2 separate regions of the Mus musculus genome follow, and region 2 is linked to region 1. Evidence: chromatin contacts called from public HiChIP or PLAC-seq data. All regions are on one chromosome and are shown on one strand. The core of a region is the stretch at or near the end of the contact, and the rest is flanking DNA. Distances in the headings are between cores, read along the strand shown. Region 1 holds the start of 4930572G02Rik (a long non-coding RNA gene). Region 2 has its middle 2.9 kb from the start of Gm23470.

What was found. HiChIP or PLAC-seq counts read pairs in DNA pulled down with a chosen protein or histone mark.
Region 2: an RNA polymerase II HiChIP or PLAC-seq map of embryonic stem cells shows a contact between it and region 1, with 6 times the contacts expected there. The contact joins the enhancer-like site here to the promoter of 4930572G02Rik in region 1. A contact is called at or near these places in 10 of 39 promoter capture datasets (the 3T3-L1 cell line, 3T3-L1-derived adipocytes, the HPC-7 cell line and 5 more), 1 of 15 datasets of contacts at CTCF or cohesin (embryonic stem cells), 3 of 484 Hi-C or Micro-C datasets (the G1E-ER4 cell line, the N1E-115 cell line and nephron progenitors) and 7 of 115 datasets of contacts at active chromatin or transcription factors (embryonic basal ganglia, embryonic limb bud, embryonic midbrain and 1 more).

Annotation. Positions count from the first base shown.
Region 1 is chr14:48,558,423-48,563,632 of GRCm38.p6, forward strand. It overlaps 4930572G02Rik (a long non-coding RNA gene), which reads left to right and starts at 2,372. Exons shown (of 3, transcript XR_874606.2): 1 at 2,372-2,435; 2 at 4,067-4,692. It also overlaps a transcript of Tmem260 not described here.
Region 2 is chr14:48,996,377-49,001,586 of GRCm38.p6, forward strand. No RefSeq gene overlaps it. Among named protein-coding and RNA genes, the nearest start is that of Gm23470, 2.9 kb to the right of the region's middle. Within about 2 kb of position 2,600, at least 19 of the 459 cell types and tissues checked have an H3K27ac peak or open chromatin away from gene starts, as enhancers often do. A contact at or near this core is called in embryonic stem cells and trophoblast stem cells, where this site is marked.

The sequences.
Region 1 (5,210 bases), core at 1,122-3,621:
CTGCTGTCATAACAGTAATCGCCAAACAACCGATCCGTTTGCCGGCCCGTGAGGAAGGTCTGGGCTATCTCTCCTGTCTCTTCTACCTGGCTCACAATGACCAGGCCTCTGTTGTGTGCTGGAGATTTGCTGGCAGGCAGCTGCTTGCTACAATGAGGTTCTCTCACAGTCAAGTTTTATCTGCTTCTTGCAAGCTCTGATTCACAGTCACACACAAAAACTGATCCCAGAACGTATTATACTGTGGCTCTACTTCTGTCAAGCCCCTAAAGTTAAAATGGACTTAGGATTTTTTGTTTGTTTGTTTGCCATTGTTGTTTGGTTGGTTTTATTTTGGAGGTGGGGAAGTTTGGTAAGAAAAAGGAGTTTGGAAACCAAAAGAACAAAGCTATTGGGTTATTCAAAAGAAATAGACATGTCTTATAGTGAGGGTTCTGAGGTGCTGGTCTAGCCACCGAACAGTGATTCCTGTGCAGGCAGGGACAAAAAGGACAATCTGCTCCCTAGATAAGGTCACCTAAGCTTTGGTCTTAAAGGCTAAGTTTAGAAATTAGTGAATCTAACCTGGACCGACTTTAAAATCACTGATGAAGGAGCTCTAGAAGATATCAGTAAAAAACAGGGTGTGGCCCAGGAAACACCAAAGGCCACGTGCTGCCACTGGCCCAGAGAAAGTAAACCATTCTGTATATCAGAGGGCAAGCTTGACCTTGTAGGAGTGGGGGTGGGGTGGAAGGGGCTACTGGAGTTTGTAAACCAAGGGCTGATGTGATAGGAAGTACTTGTTACCACAATCTTACTGGTCCCAAGCCAAGATTAGACCCAAGTAAGAAAGCACAAGGAGGCCCAGTGAAAGATGACGATAACCGGGACTAGCAAGGCTGAGAAGTGGCTGAACTCTGGGATGTATTTGGCTAGGAGCCATCTCTCTCTGGTGTGAGAATAAAGGATGAATAAAGATGTCCTCACATCTGATGTCCTGAGAGGATGGAAAGATGTAGTTGTGTAAACTTGGATGAAGGAAGATTCAGCTGGAGCCAGGACGTACAGATGCCCACCATCCATCTTGAGATGCCTGAGATTTCATTGTGGACAGAGTGTGTTCTAAGTGAAATTCGAAAGTCATCTACCTGCAGCTGTGTTTAAAGCCCAGAAGCACTCGCAGGCCAGCAAAATGCAGATGCAACGCAAAACCTAGCCAGTCAGCTAATAGACCCTGGAGGACTGGAACACAGAATGCACTCACTAAAGGAGATGAGGCAGTCACAAGGAAATGATAGAAATCGAGGAGACAGAAAGCAAGAGAGGGACTGTCAGATCCTGAGCGGGATTCCTCCATGAAGCAGAGGAGGCGACAATACCTGATGTCAATGAAGAGGCCAGGAGAGCTGGGTAGTCACAGAAGGGCCAAAAGATAACATGAGAGAGGTGGAGGCCAGGGCCCAAGGCAGGGGCCAATGCTCTCCAAATCTGACCTGGCTTCCATGTCCTTCTCTGCCTCCCTGCCTTCTCTCCCAGGTCCCTGCAGTGTGGGTGTTCAGACACACGTGTTCCCTTCCTGTGACTGAGGAAGAAGATGGGTGGAGCAATGCCCTCTGCTGGAGCGATGCCTCATACTGCGTGGACAGATGTGTGTGGGTGACCTAGCTGCCTGCCTTTTGTTCTCCGGTCTCTCACCCTGTTATTTCTTCAACTCCCAACCACCGCACAGTTTTTTGTACTCATGCGGCATTCTTAACCTCTGACTTGAGTTTTGAGTGGTGTGGAAAACAAAGGAAGAAGTGGGAGGTGGTGATGGTCTGTGACATCACGGCCTCATTCTGATCTCACAATCTCATAGTTACAGGACATTTCCTCTACCCTCCCTGCCTGGTATTTGAAAAACTGAAATCACCTCTACTTAGTGGGTTGGAGAATGAAAATGAGATGGAGTTGCTTTGTAAAGTGTCCGGCCTGTTCTGCGTGTGCCAGGAAAGGTTGTTCCTAGCTGGGCATGGTGGTGCACGCCTTTAATCCCAGCACTTGGGAGGCAGAGGCAGGTGGATTTCTGAGTTCGAGGCCAGCATGGTCTACAGAGTGAGTGCCAGGACAGCCAGGGCTACCCCCCCCCCAAAAAAAAAAAAAAAAAAAAAAAAAAAGAAAGGTTGTTCCTCTAAGACAGGTCTCGTCCCTGACAATGGCCTTGCTGGAACTTCCTTGCTTTTAGGGGCAGAGAATGGGTCTTCCTGTAATGATTCATGGTGTGATAACCTAATGTGTGAAGAAGGGCAAGCTTGGAGTGCTGTGACAGATTCAAATGATGACACTCAATGCTCAGTGAATGAAGACACAGATGGGGGTGGGGGTGGGGAAGTGGGGGCGGGGGCGTGTTGTAAGAAAGCCTCAAAGTGCAGCAGGCTTGGTTTCTGTCGAAGCTGCCTGAATGGTGTGTGCAGGTGGGTTTGCTCTTTGCTCCTGTACTTCCTTTAGAAAACAAAACAAAACAAAAATTTTCTTATCTATCTATATCTATCTATCTATGTTTCAAGACAGGGTTTCTGGGTGTAGCATTGGCTGTCCTAGAACTAGCTCTGTAGACCAGGTTGGCCTCAAACTCACCCACCTGCGTCTGCTGGGATTAAAGGCATACACCATCACCCCCCAGCTAAAAACCCTGTATCTTGCTTTTTTTTTTTTAAGTATCTTTAGTTCCAAATTTCCTTAGTTTTCCCAGCATCCACCCCCCACTCCCACCCACCCCCTTGTGAGTGTTTTAATGATTATGCATGAACCCTCCTACTTCATGGGCTCCCCCTCTGTGATGGTTTGTATATTCTTGGACCAGGGAGTGGCACCATTTGGAGGTGTGGCCTTGTTGGAATAGGTGTGACCTGGTTGGAGTATGTGTGCCACTGTGGGTGTGGGCTTAAGACTCTCACCCCAGTTGCCTGGGAAGTCAGTCTTCCACTAGCAGCCTTTGGATGAAGATGTAGAACTCTCAGCTCTGCCTGCGCCATGCCTGACTGGATACTGCCATGCTTCCACCTTGATGATAATGGACTGAACATCTGAACCTGTAAGCCAGCCCCAATTAAATGTTGGTTTTTTGACTTGCCTTGGTCATGGTGTCTGTTCACAGCAGTAAAACCCTAACTAAGACACCCTCCTTTCTTCCTTTCTTTCTCTAGAGCTTTCTACATTGTATAGAGGTGTTCCTCTCTGCCTGTGTGCGTTCCGTGAGTGCTCAGGGAAAATCTGGGCACCACATAAGTCGGAGGATATGCTACCAAGATCAAGGTTGTGTTGTTTCTCACCCAGAAGCCTTAACCGTGTGCTTGGGGTGGGCTTCCTCCCAGAAGTGATTGTGAGGATGTAGAGACCAGTTCACCCAGGCAAGGTAGCTGTAATCCCAGCATTCAGGCGGCTGGGACAAGAGGACTCTGAGTCTGAGACCAGCCTGAATTACAGACTTAGTTCCATATTAGCCCCAGCTACAAATCAAAACCTGCCTCAGAAATCTGCTGGCCTCTGAACTCGCCCCAGAAAATGTGGGGATGTGGAGAGGGGAGCTCAACTTTGGTATGAGTTACCTAGATAAAAACTGGTATAAAGGACTGATTCAGAGTCTGTCAAACGGACCAGGACAATGGCGGGAGGGCGGAAAGAAAGAGAGAGATCGCCTGCTAGTCCTACTCTTTGTCACACTTCTGTATTTAGCAAATATTCACACAAAGGCAGGAGAGAGTGAATGTAAGTAAGGTGTAATAAGGAAAACCCATGTGTTAGGGTGTCCATCCCTGTGAAGAGACACCGTGACCAAGGCAAGCCTTACAAAGGCAAACATTTGATTGGGTCCGGCTTACAGTTTTAGAGATTCAGTCCATGATCATCATGGTGGGAAGCATGGCAGTGTGCGGGCAGACTTGGTGCTGGATCTGAAGGAAGCCAGGAGAGTAGATTCCACACCGAGCGGATCCTGCGTATAGGAGACCTCAAAGCCTGTGTAGAGTGATGCACTTCCTTCAAAGGGGCCACATCTCCTAATAGTGTCCTTCTTCCTCCCACGGTGTGACCTCTCATACTTCAGAAGAACTGAAAGGCCTGAAAACTGAGGTGCCCACAGGATGGAAGGGCTCGCCTGTGCAAGTGATGGCACAATCTTTGAGCAGCATCCAAGATTTGTTCTCTTCCTTTGGTTCAGAGAAGAGCCAAGTCTTCTGCAGTTTGATGTGGAGACAGGAGCTTTCCTGCGGCCAAGCCAACCTTCCTCCCCTGCCGGTCCCCACTAAGGAACCGGTGTAAAGAATCCCTTTGCCAAGTGCATTCACTGGCAGAGTTCTGAAAGCTGTGGTCTCAATGCCACAGAGTGTTAATAACTTTATACTTATTAATTAATCTCAGAGGCAAGAGTTGTCCTGCCCACTGAAGACGGCACCAAAGGAATGAAGATTGTTCAGGGGTCTTGCATAGATCAATGACCAAGCAAGTGACAGAAGATGTTGGGCTCAAAACACCAGAACACATTCAGTCATCAGCCTGTCTCTGTGCTCTCTCTTCCCATCCAGCCAATGAGGAAACAGAACAGAATATGGCTTGCTGGGCCATCCAGCTCTTCACAGATCAATCCCAATCCTACTACAAATGGTGTCCTTACCAAAACCAGCCAGAAGAGCACATGTGACCAGGAAGCCCCAGTGACTGGACATGCTCAGGGTAATGATATGATTGAGGTTTATATTCAACATTCATGGAATCAGATGAAAACCCAAGTGGGACCCATTCCTTGCCCCACCTCCTTTTCTCTTTGAGCATTGGGAATTGAACCTAGGACTTTATGCATTTGAGGCAAACACTTTAATATTGAACTGTATCCCCAGCTCTCTTTCTGCTTTTTATTTTGAGACAGGGTCTCAGTAAGTTACCCATGCTAGCCTTAAATTTATTCTCTAGCCCAGGCAGGCCTTGAACCTGTGACCTACCTTCCCTCCTTCCTCCGTCTCTCCCTCCCTCCCTCCCTCCCTTCCTTCCTCCCTCCCTCCCTCCCTCCCTCCCTCCCTCCCTCCCTCCCTCTTGCTCCCTCCCTTCCTCCCTCCTACCTTCCTCCCTTCCTCCCTTGCCTCCCTCCCTTCCTTCCTTCCTTCTTCCCTCACTCCCTCCCTTGCCTCCCTCCCTCGCCTCCCTCCCTCCCTCCCTCCTTCCCTCCTCCCAGACAGCCAGGGATCTCCTGTGAT
Region 2 (5,210 bases), core at 1,350-3,849, 440 kb after region 1:
AGAACCATGAAGGCTGTTTCAAAAGGCACGTTCATATCACTAAGTGACTACATAAAAAAAAACTGGAGAGAGAGCTCATACTAATGACTTAATAGCACATCTGAAAGCTCTAGAAGAAAAAGAAGAAACCATACCCCAAGAGAGTAGATGACAAAAAATAATCAAACAGGGCAAAGTAAATAGAAATGACGATAACAACAAAACAATCCCCCCCAAAAAATCAATGAAACAAAGAAATGGTTCTTTGGGAAAAAATCAATACAATTGACAGCCTCAGCCAAATTAACCAAAAGACAGGGAGGAAAGCTCCACCTAACCTTAGAGATGAAAGGGAACATAACAACAGACACCAAGGAAAGCCAGAGAATCTTAAGAATATACTTTGAAATCCTGTACTCTACCAAATTGGAAAATCTGAAAGAAATGGATAATTTTTCTTGTTATTTACCACCTACCAAAATCAAATCAAGACCAACCAACTTAAACAGACCTATAGCCCCTAGTGAAATAGAAGCAGTAATTAAAAATCTACCAAAGAAATACTCCTCAAACTAGTCCACTAAATAGAAACAGAAAGAACATTGCTCAATTTATTTTATGATGCCACAGTTACCCTGATACCCAAAATCACATAAGGACCCAAGAAAAAGAGAATTAAAGACCAATCTTCCTTATGAACATAGATGCAAAAATTCTCAAGAAAATATTAGCAAACCAACAAGAGCACATTAAAAAGATCATCCAACATGATCAAATAGACTTCGTTCCAGAGATCCAGGGATGATTCAACATTTGTAAATCCACAAATCAGCAATCCACCATATAAATAAACTGAAAAACAAAAACCACACGATCATCTCCTTAGATGCAGAAAAGGCTTATGACAAAATCCAACACCCTTTCATGATAAAAGTTCTGGAGAGATTAGAGATACAAGGGACACACCTCAACATAATAAAGGTGATATACATTGAGCCCACAGCCAATATCACCTAAACGGAAATTCAATCCATTTCCTCTAAAATCAGGAGGAAGACAATGTTGTGTACTCTATGTATACCTATTCAGTATGGAACTTAATGTTGTAGCAATAAGACAGCTGAGGAGATCAAGGGGATACAAACTGGAAAGGGGGAAGTCAAAGTAATCAAAGTGTATTTATTTGCAGATGGCATAATAGTATATAGAAGTGACCCCCCCCCAAATTTCTATTAGGAAACTTCTACAGCTGATAAAAACTTTCAGCAAAGTAGCTGGATACAAAGTTAACTCATAAAACAGTAGCCTTCCTATATACAAATAACAGATCAAGAAAGAAGTCAGGGGAATGACACTTTTCATCATAGCCTCAAATAATATATAAAATATCTTGAGGTAACTCTAACCAAGCAAGTGAATGACATGAACGATAAAAACTTTAAGATGTTGAAGAAAGAAACTGAAGATGAAAAGATCTCCCATGTTCATGGATCAGTAGGGATAACACAGTAAAAATGGCCATCCTACCAAAAGCAATCTAGAGATTCAACACAAAATTCCAACACAATTCTTCACGAGACCGTTAAAGGACAATTCTCAGCTTCATACAGAAACACAAAAATACCAAGCATAACTAAAATAATGTTGAGTAGTAAAAGAACTGCTGGAGGTATCACCATTTCCAACCTCAAATTGGACTACAGAGCTATAGTAGTAAAAACAGTGTTATTGCACAGAAACAGACATGTTCATCAATTGGATCTAATTGAAGACCCAGACATAAATCCCCACACCTATAAGCAAGCCCTTGATTTTTGATGAAGAGACCAGGAATACACACTTGGGAGAAAAGACAGCATCTTCAAGCTGAATGGATCCACACAGACCACCTTGCACAAAACTCAACTCCAAATGAATCAAAGACCTCAACATAAAATTAGATGCACTGAGCCTGATAGAAGAGAGAGTGGAAAACTGTTGCAGGGAATATTAAAAAGATTTGGCATGTTCCTGTGCTTGTTCTGGCAACTCTCTGCCCCGGTGGCCCAGCTGGTCATGCACTGGAAGGCAATGTTCGACCTGTTTTTATCTGACTCAGAACTCCACAATCTCTCCACCCAGCTTGCTAGGTTCCCACTGGTGGGTTACTACCACCCCAACTCTGCTTCAAATCCCCCATGGCCTTTGTGGTGCACCTCAGGCAAACCCATGCTTTTGCCTTTCTCTCCTAAACTTGGACTAGCCGCCCCATGAAGGAAAAAGCAGCACAAACTTAGTTCAGAAATGACAGGTAACTCAATTGCTGAGTGCAGCAACTAAAATCCTAATCTTGTAAGCCTTATTAAGTCTAGATCCTCTGGTGGCAAATCCTGATGGATCCATCATTGAAACCAGGAGACACTCGTAGCTACATCTTGTCCTCATGCTATCTCTTCCCCAAAAGATCCTAACTCTCTCCTGCTTCCTCTCTTCCTCTGTCCAACCTGGAAGTCCCTCCTACTTGCCCAGTGATTGGCTCCTTTATTCATTAGTGGATTGGTTCACACGAAGTCACCTGAGTATGACTCACTCTTTGTCCCTCCCAGGAGAGTGGTTTAGCATCAACATACAAATAGCACCAGGCCCTTCCACAACAGGAAACAGCCTTGAACTCATTAGCACAAGAAAAGAACGCGATTAGCACAGGCACTATGGTCAACAACTTGTAAGTAGGATCTCATGACACTGAAACGCTTCTGTAAGGCAAAGAACACCAAGCAGGCACCTACAGAATGGGAGAAATCCCCCCACCCCTCCAACTACACATCTGACAGAGGGCTAATATTGAAAATTTATAAAGAACTAAGAAAAACTAAGCAAACAAACAAACAAAAAACCCTGCATACCAAGAAATCAAATAACCCAATTTTTAAAATGGGGTACAGATCTAAGTAGAGAATTCTCAGAAGAGAAACCTCAAATGGCTGAGTAAACACTTAACAATGTTTAACATTCCTTTTCTTCTCTCTGTCTCTCTCTCGTTTTGTTTTGTTTTGTTTTTTTTGTTTTTTGTTTTTTGAGACAGGCTTTCTCTGTGTAACTATGGCTGTCCTTGAATTCATTATGTGGACCAGGCTGGCCTTGAACTAAGAGATCCTCCTGCTTCTGCTGGGTCTAAAGATGTGTGCTACCACTGCCTGGCTAAACACTCTTAGTTATCAGGGAAAGGCAAATCTAAATTTTATCTTATAATTGTCAGAATGGCCAAATTCAATAGCTCGTGCTGGCAAGGATGTGGAATGAAGGGAACACTTGTCCATTGCTGGTGAGTGTGCAAACTTGTACAGCCACTATGGAAATCAGTGTAGTGGTTCCTCAAGAGGATGGGAATTGCTCTACCTCAAGACCTGGCTCTACTACTCTCAGACATATACCCAAAGGATAAGATGCCTCGTCCTCCCACAGAGACACTTGCTCAACCATGTTCATTGTGTTGTTCTAGTCATAACAGCCAGAAATTGGAAGTAACCTAGATGTCCCCCTCAATAGATGAATGGATAAAGAAAATGTGGTACATTTACAAATGACATATTGTTCAGTTGCTAAAAAAAATCATGAAATTTGCAGATAAATATGGATGGAACTAGAAAAAAATGCCCTTTAGTGATCCAGAAACAAAACTATGGTATGGATTCATTTATATGTGGATATTTGCTGCTAAGTTTTTGATGACCAAGTTATAACCTACAGAACTGCAGATGTTCTACTGGGGGTGATCTTTCTAGGAAAGAGAAATAGGCTAAATAGTTAGGAACTGATGTGGTGGGTAGGGACTGGAATGGGAAGATCAAGCAGGAAGGTGAAGAGAATACAGGGAGAGACAGCCAAATTGAAGGGGCCATCTTATGGGTGGTTATTGTAATCTACTACAGTGGAAGCTCCCTGAAATACATTTTATGTATGTTAGGAGATCTAGCTAAAATCACCAAATAACAGGGGAGACAGAGCCCCAACTGGCTATCTCTTGTTACCAAATGAACCTTCCAGAACTAGGTTTGGCTTACATCTAATTAAATTGTTGGCCAAAGGAGTTCCACAGGAATTGGGTTCCCCAAACAACCCACGCTGTTGCCCAGGCTGTAGATTGCTCTTCACAAACTGAGAGCAAGACCCTATTTCTGAAGACAGCAACTACACAACTCACTGAACACAGAGAAGTTGAGCTGGTGCCTACCTAGAACTTCATCTAGAGCTTCTTGGTACCGGGAGATACTCTGCACACTACCAAAAGAGAAACATAAACACCAAGCCAGCCACAAACCCTTTATCTATAATGATGTCCTGACTGCAAGATAGATACACTAGTGCAATGGTGGCCACAACATTGTGGGAATAGCTAACCAATAACTGATTTGACTTAAGGCCCATTCTATGAGATGGAGTCCATACCCAGTGCTTCTTGGGTAACCAAGAACCTGAGACTAGATAGCCCAGGGACCCAGGGTAAAACCAAATACTACTGCTCTGTTAATGGAATGTAGCAATAAAATGACTCCTGTTGACATTCTGCCACACATAGGTCAGAGACTTGCTCAGACACTACCTGAGCAGCTTCCTCCTGTAATGGATGGGACAGAGACCCACAGAAGGACAATATGCAGAGTGAGAGACCTTGGGACACTCGTTCTAAATGGGATGAGTCCATCAAATCCTATTCCCTAAGAGCTAAGAGAACACTGAGGAAGAGGAGGCAGAGTGTATGAGCCAGAGAAGATGGATGGAAGACACCAAGAAAACCAGGCCTTCTAAACACAACAGGATCGGTGCACATATGAACTCACAGAGACTGAAGTAGTAGACAGAGTCCCTGTGTGGGTCTGTGCCAATTGGGGTCCTGGAACTCCAAGGAGAAGAGGACATACACCCGCATTTCTAACCCAGAGGTTATCTCCAATTGATAACCCACTTACAAATGAAAACTTAGTTTCCTCTAAGGGAGTCTCACTGAGGAAACAAATTATTCTTGAGGGTGGGCTACAGCCGAGCAGTAGATGGCCAGCAGAAAACCAACTCAGTGTCTTTGGAGGTCCTTTGTCAGAGCTTTGAAAAAATAAATACATTTTTAACGTTTTAAATTTTATTTCTCATTTTTTACTCTACATGTCCTTTGTGTGTGTGTGTGTGTGTGTGTGTGTGTATAAAATGGATTTTGGTTTTGTGTTTTTACGGAGATTCTTGAGTGTGCCTGAGTG